Regions from separate parts of the Zea mays genome. Here region 1 is linked to region 2. The links are chromatin contacts, called in public Hi-C maps. All regions are on one chromosome and are shown on one strand. The core of a region is the stretch at or near the end of the contact, and the rest is flanking DNA. Distances in the headings are between cores, read along the strand shown.

Region 1 (3,728 bases), core at 811-3,310, 120 kb after region 2:
ATTAGGGGTACCCCCAAGACTCCTAAACTCGGCTGGTAATCACCATCAACACAAACTGCAAAAGCCTGATGGGCGCAATTCAGGTCAAGGCTCCGTCCACTCAAGGGACACGATCTCGCCTCGCCCGAGCCCAGCCTCGGACAGGAACAGTAGACCCAGGCGGATTCACGCCTCGCCCGAGGACCTCCTCAAGCAACGGGCGCACCTTCGACTCGCCCGAGGCCCAGCTCGGGCAGGCTTCGCAGTGAAGCAACCTCGGCCAGATCGCCTCGCCAACCGACCGTATCGCAGGAGCATTCAATGCAAGGATCGCCTGACACCTTATCCTGACGCGCGTTCCTCAGTCGGCAGGGCCAAAATGACCGCAGTCACTTCGCCCCTCCACTGCCTGACCTGACAGGAAAACATCGCCGCCTGCCCTGCTTCGACTGTTGTGCCACCCGCCAGGGTGAGACTGACAGCAGCCGAGTCCAGCCTCAGGCGCCATAGGAAGCTCCGCCTCGCCCGACCCCAGGGCTCGGCCCCCGCCTCGACCTCGGAAGACAGTCTCCGCCTCGCTCGACCCAGGGCTCGGACTTAACCTCGACCTCGGAAGACGGTCTCCGCCTCGCCCGACCCCAGGGCTCAGACTCAACCTCGACCTCGGAAGACGGTCTCCGCCTCGCCCGACCCCAGGGCTCGGCCTCAACCTCGACCTCGGAGGAGTCACCGCCTCGCCCGACCTTGGGCTCGGACCGACCACGTTACAGGGGGGTACATCATTACCCTACCCCTAGCTAGCTCAGGCTACGGGGAACAAGACCGGCATCCCATCTGGCTCGCCCCGGTAAACAAGTAATGATGGCACCCCGCGTGCTCCCATGACGACGGCGGTTCTCAGCCCCCTACGGAAGCAAGGAGATGTCAACAAGGTCCCGACAGCCCCCGACAGTTGTGCTTCTACAGGGCTCAAGCGCTCCTCCGACGGCCACGACATCACATGCACATGGCACTAACACCTCTCCGACAGCCACGTTGGCATGTAAATAGGGCTCTGGCTCCTCTATGCCGGACACGTTAGCATATTGTTACACCCCCCATTGTACACCTAGACCATCTCCTTACATCTATAAAAGGAAGGTCCAGGGCCCTCGTACGAAAAGGTGGCCGCGCGGGAGGACGGGCTGACGAACAGGCTCTCTCCCTCTCTCGCGAACGCTTGTAACCCCCTACTGCAAGCGCATCCGCCCTGGGCGTAGGACAACACGAAGCCGCGGTTCCCTTTTCCCCCCTTGTGTTCCGTCTCGCGCCGACCCATCTGGGTTGGGACACGTAGCGACAATTTACTCGACGGTCCAAGGACCCCCCGGGGTCGAAACGCCGACACCATGTGTCTTGAGAATGATGCACTAGCTGAGCATCTTCAAGAGATTAGTTAAATGGCTCGGCAAGCCAAATTTTGGCTACTCAATAGCAAAATAACTCTCGAACAGACTAGTCATCCAACTTGCCAAGCTATCCGGCTCTTCAAATTGGCTCCCTCTCTAGCCAAATTTGACTAGCCGCTGACTAGCCAAACTAAATAGAGAGTCTGTTGAAGTGAGATGCTACGTATAGAATGTAATCTTTATGAAGAGGTAAATAGAGTGTCATATAGAGAGTCGAAAATGGAGTGTCTCTTGGAGATGCTCTAATTAGTTTTTTTCACCTCTTCAAACACTAAACTCTTTATTTGACCAACCCTTATAAAAACCAAAATTCAATTTCTTTTTTTTTTGACTTTTCCTCCCCTGGTTTAATTTAGAGAACCTACCGCTACGGCCGGTTCATAGTATATAGCACTATGCCGCAAAGTTGTGTGCCCCACAACAGCCCACCTGTTGATGCGAAATAAAGCTGCCTTTTTTCCCAGTCAAAAACTATTATTAATTTATTTATTTAAAAAAAGAGAGAAAAAGAAAGATCGGTCTGCCCGGCACGGCACCCCGGCCGGCTATAAATAGAGGCTTCCATACAATTGTTCCCTCCCTTTTCCCTCTCCCGCCACTCGAGCCCCTCCGACACGCTGCTAATTACCATTCTGCCCCTGCCCTGCTTCCATGGCCCACCAGCAGCAGCAGTTCCCCACGCTGTCGGAGTGGGACCCCACCCTCGACCTCGAGGCTCTCCTCTCCGACATCGGCTTCGGCCTCCTCGGACCTGACGAACCCACCACACCCGCGTCGGCGTCGGCGTCGCCCACGGACGCGACCACCTCAGCCACGCCGCCGGAGCACGACGCGTCGGCGTCGCTGACGTCCGCGGGACCTGAAGCAGCCGCCGCCGACGAGAACGAGCTGGCGGAGCGGCGGCGGCGGCTCCGCCGCAGGATCTCGAACCGCGAGTCGGCGCGGCGGTCCCGCGCGCGCAAGCAGCGGCACCTGGAGGAGCTCCGCGGGCGCGCCGCCCGCCTGCGCGCCGGCAACCGCGACCTGGCCGCGCGGCTCGGCGGCGCGCAGGCCCGCGCCGCGCTCGCCCGCCTCGCCAACGCCCGCCTGCGCGCCGAGGCCGGCGCGCTCGCCCGCCGCCTCTACGCTGCCCGCCGCGCCCTGGCGCTGCGCCAGGTCTACGCCGCGTCCGGCGGCTCCTTCGACCTGCAGGTGCTCGCCTCGCTCATGGCGTAGCGGGCCGTAGCCCGCGCGGGCATCTCTGAGGAATGGAGAGAAGAACGTGCGGGTCTTGTTGACTTGACTGGGAAGGGAACGGACTGAATTTGAAACAGAACGAAAGCGCTATTAACCATGCGATCACGATCCAAGAGAATGCCAGCAGCAGCTGCAGGAGCAGGATATATAAATACAACAATATTCTTGTAGATATATAATATAAGCAATCAATTCGTTCCTGACGATTTTATATATATATATATATGCATGCAATGCAGCGAATTGAATTTGAACGATCCAAACTAGCCTAGTCTTGGAATGCTTTGCGCTGCCAAAATATACTCCACTAGTTTGGTACTTGTCACAGTTGACGCTGATATGACCTGACGTTATTAGTTGGCGACCGTCCGATCAGCGATATACGGTTGGCAGGCAGGCGTTAACTAGTGCGCCGTCGCCGTCGCCACGTTGGAAGCAAAGCATCGCTTCATATTAAAAGCCGCAGCTACAAAACAATCTATAGGTAAAAAAACACGGTTGAAATAGTAGAAATAGAAATTGATACGGACTTGTTCGAACCAGAAATGAGCAAGCGGACGGTCCGGTCCTGAGGCCGGACGGTCCGCGCGTGCGCAGAACAGATTAGGGTTCCGAGTTTTGTGCTACGGTTGTTAGCTATATTCGCGGAATTAGCTCGGAATCAGTTGTGTAAAGTGTCCAGCCCCCCTCCTCTATAAATAGAGAGGTCTACGGCCGATTTGTAATTATCAATCGAATCAATACAACTTCTATTTCGCATTTTATCCTAGGAGTAGTTCTAGTCTAGTTTAGGTTTAGCTATCCAATCCCCAAATTCTCCGCCTCTCCTCGACTCTACATCGATTAGAGTAGTCTAGGTCGGTCTACCCGAGCCTAGACAACTCCTAGGATCTCTCCTCCCCGACGGGGTCCCTCCCGGGAGCGAGATCCAGGCGCCGCCGGCGATCTTCCGCCGCCCCTGCGCACGCGCGGACCGTCCGGTCGTCAAGCAGGGAACCCGAGCTCCTGCACCAGGTCGCGGACCGTCCGGCCCTGTGCCGCGGACCGTCCGCGCCTGACTAGAGA
Region 2 (3,302 bases), core at 220-2,719:
ACAGTACACTGTTGGTATAATCAACAGGAAAAGAATGAAAAAAAACATAATAACTGCATGGGGAAAATAAAAAAAAAACTAGTTGGAGATGCGGGGGATCGAACCCCGTGCCTCTTGCATGCAAAGCGAGTGCTCTACCATTTGAGCTACATCCCCATGCTGCTTTTTCCGTTGTGTTCATAATATATAACGTCTGGTCAATGGTTGCGCCAATGAATCAATGGTGTACGCAGCGTGACTGCGTGAGTAACTGTGTGAGCGAGCCTTTTCCGGCTCCAGGTGGCTTACATTACAGGAGCTTCAGCTGGAAATGCAATGATTCCATCTCCATCAGATTGCGTGCAAAATTCGTTATATGTAATAGCTGATGAAGCACACTGCATGCATGGCCGACATCGATCATGCGTGGCGTGATCCAACGCCTTATTCATTAATTAATGAACCAGCAGCAGCAGCAGTTCATCGTAATTCATAGTTCCTCTGAAATTAACCAGCTGGTACTGCAAGAGCAAGGGGCCGATTACTATTGTATACTGTATATATATATATATATATATATATATATAGTACAAGCGCACACACACTGTATGTAGTAGTATATATCGTCATCGATCGAGTGGAGAGCCATGAGCAGATAGCTAGTTAGCTCTACCCGTCGATCCATCAGCAGGTGGCGGTGCACTTGTCCTTGCAGTCGACGGTGCAGGACCCGCCGCCGCCTCCGGCTCCGTATCCGCTGCCGGAGCGGCTGTAGGACCAGAAGCAGCGCTTGGGGCACGCCACCTTCTTGCCGTAGCAGGGCCCCTTGTCCTGGCACATCACCGTCGGCGCTTCCACGCCGCCGTGTGCGTACCCGCCACCGCCGCCGGAGCCCGCGCCCCACCCGCCGGCGCCAGAGACGCCTGCAGGTCCGTAGCCCGCCGGGACGGCGCCGTAGCCGCCATGGTAGGAGTAGTAGTTAGGCTCGGGAGGGTTGTTGTTGTCGTTGTTTCGGCCAGCGGCGGGCGCCGCGACCGCGACCGCGAGCGGGTTGGCTGCGTCGAGGTCGCGCGCGGCGGAGGCCACGGAGAAGAAGCCGGCCGCCGAGAGCATGAGCATCGCGAGGAGGTGCGGGGCGTGGTGACGCGCGGCCATGGCTATGACGACGGTGATGATGATGATGATGAAACGAAGCCTGTGGAGTGAGTTGAGTGCCGATGGCCGTGTCACTGTGCGATGGCGACGCCAAGCAGCAAGAGAGTGTCAGTAATCAGTAGTCTCTCCGGCACCGCATATATTTACATGCACCGGGCCCGGCCCGGGGCTGGACTGCTGGAGGTTGTCACCAGCTCCAGCTGAGCTGACCAGCAACATCATCCAGACTGGTTGTGCTGATCATGCATTGGTTACAGCTACCTACTACTACGAGTACATGCATATACAGTAACAGGATCATGTTCCATGCCATGCTCGCTAGCTCCACCATTCCACACTACATACTGTCTAGCTATCTACACGTACAAAAGTCCACCATTCCACTATATATATACAGGAACAGGAAACAAACAAAGGAAAAAGAAAAACACGAACAAAATTCCATATTTCTATTATGCGTACTGTAGTCTGTAGGCGACGTGTGAGCGTGACCATTACCTGACCCAGAGCTGGAAACACAAAAGGGGTTTGGAAGCTGTCCTGTCGCCGGCCGGCCGGCCATTTTACACGTTTGCGTGGACGACTTCCGTGGATCGATGCTTGCTTTGTTGTGCAGCAGCACGGTGGCCACTGCTTTACAGACTACAGAATGAAGCATGTGGCCCTTCTATTCATTCCTCGATGATGCCCTGCCCACCCTGTTCTGTTCATGAGCACATGCATGGACGCGGACACTCGTGCGCGCAGGAGCCACGGAAGCCGCAGTTGGGTGCAGCCGTGCAGTGCAGGTGGGCCGACGTTGAGGAGCCCGCGGCACTACTATGGTCATCACTCCACTCGCTAATAATTAAATTAAACTTGCCGCCAAAAAAGAAGAAAAAAAATGATTCGTTTCTTTTTCATCTTTTTATAGGCAATGGCGCGGTGTCGTAGCGAATCACTCACTCGCAGGAGCCATCAGATCACTCCACACCTCACTATAGTTAGTAGTATAGCCAGCAAGCTGCTGCAAACCAGACTACCAGACCATGTCAACACTCGCCGCCGCCGCCTCCTCCTCCTCCTCCTCCTCCTCCTCCGCCACCTCCTCGCCGCGGTGCGTCCCCTTCGCTTTCCGCCGCGGCGCCGCGAGGAGGCGTCTGCCGGCCCCAGGCGCAGGCGGCTGCGGCAGGCCGCTGTGCCGCCCCGCCGAGGCCCTCGGCGGGGGCATCCAGAGCGCCTTCTTTGCGTCCCTGGACCGCTGCTCGTGCGTCGAGATCCGCACCAAATCGTTCAAGGAACCGGAGCCGGACGCCGTGCCCCTTGTGCCGCCGCCGCCGCCCCACGACGACAGCAGCAGCGCCGCCGCCGCGGGAAGTGGATGGAGGAGGAGCGGGTCCGCCGCCGGCAAGCCGCGCCGTGGGCTCGGCTGCTGCACGCCCACTACAGACACCTAATCGTGCATGCATGCATCGTCGTCCTCGCTCGTCAAGTTAAACATATATCTTGTCTTAATTAGAGTATACGCGTGCAGTGTGTTGTTGTTAAGTAGGTTCGTGCTCAATCCGCGGTCATCAGTCTGTAATGTAACCCGAGCTAGCTAGCAGCTAACTAGCTGCTGGGCGTGTTGCGTCCATTTCTCCATAATTAACAAACAAACTAAGGACTGATTTGGTGATCGGGGATCCCTAGGGGAAGAAAACCACTTGCTATTCAAAATTGAATTGGAAGGGGATTCCTCCCCGGTGGATCCCCTCGGGATCCCTAATCACCAAATCAGCCCTAAGTGTGGACTACTTCCCGGAATTAGACCGGCCCGGCCGAGCCTATTATGCTTCGGATCAAACAGGTTCGAGTTAAGAAGGTCTAAATTTTTTTTAGGTCGTGGCGTGACAGACAAAGAGCAAAAATAGTAGTCGAACCAGACCCTAAAACACGTTATGATTTCGTTCGGCCGCCGTGCCCGCCCAAACCTTTCCATAAAATCGAGATATTACAACTACATAAAGTCTATAGCTTACTAAACTGAAGATAATAAACAATGCTAGCATCATTTGACCACATAAATCTAAATATTATAACAATATAAAGCCTACAACTTACTAAATTAAAGATATTAAACAATATGGGTGTAAAACCCTGAATTTAGGGTAGAATCTTCTTCTTTAATACTCACCAAATTCAGTCGT

What was found. Hi-C and Micro-C count contacts between places; a contact is called where the count stands out from the background.
Region 1: a contact with region 2 is called in a Hi-C map of leaf, with 7 times the contacts expected there. The contact joins the enhancer-like site here to the promoter of LOC100382392 in region 2. A contact is called at or near these places in 7 of 25 Hi-C or Micro-C datasets (bundle sheath, leaf, root tip and 1 more).

The regions. Positions count from the first base shown.
Region 1 is chr1:183,932,626-183,936,353 of Zm-B73-REFERENCE-NAM-5.0, forward strand. No RefSeq gene overlaps it. Among protein-coding and RNA genes, the nearest start is that of LOC100277063, 24 kb to the right of the region's middle. Within about 2 kb of position 2,061, at least 16 of the 20 cell types and tissues checked have an H3K27ac peak or open chromatin away from gene starts, as enhancers often do. A contact at or near this core is called in bundle sheath, leaf and tassel, where this site is marked.
Region 2 is chr1:183,815,415-183,818,716 of Zm-B73-REFERENCE-NAM-5.0, forward strand. LOC100382392 (cold shock protein-1) reads right to left here and starts at 1,470. Exons shown (of 1, transcript NM_001175137.1): 1 at 523-1,470. The coding sequence starts at 1,134. The coding sequence ends at 664. It overlaps TRNAA-UGC (transfer RNA alanine (anticodon UGC)), which reads right to left and starts at 156; the gene lies at 84-156.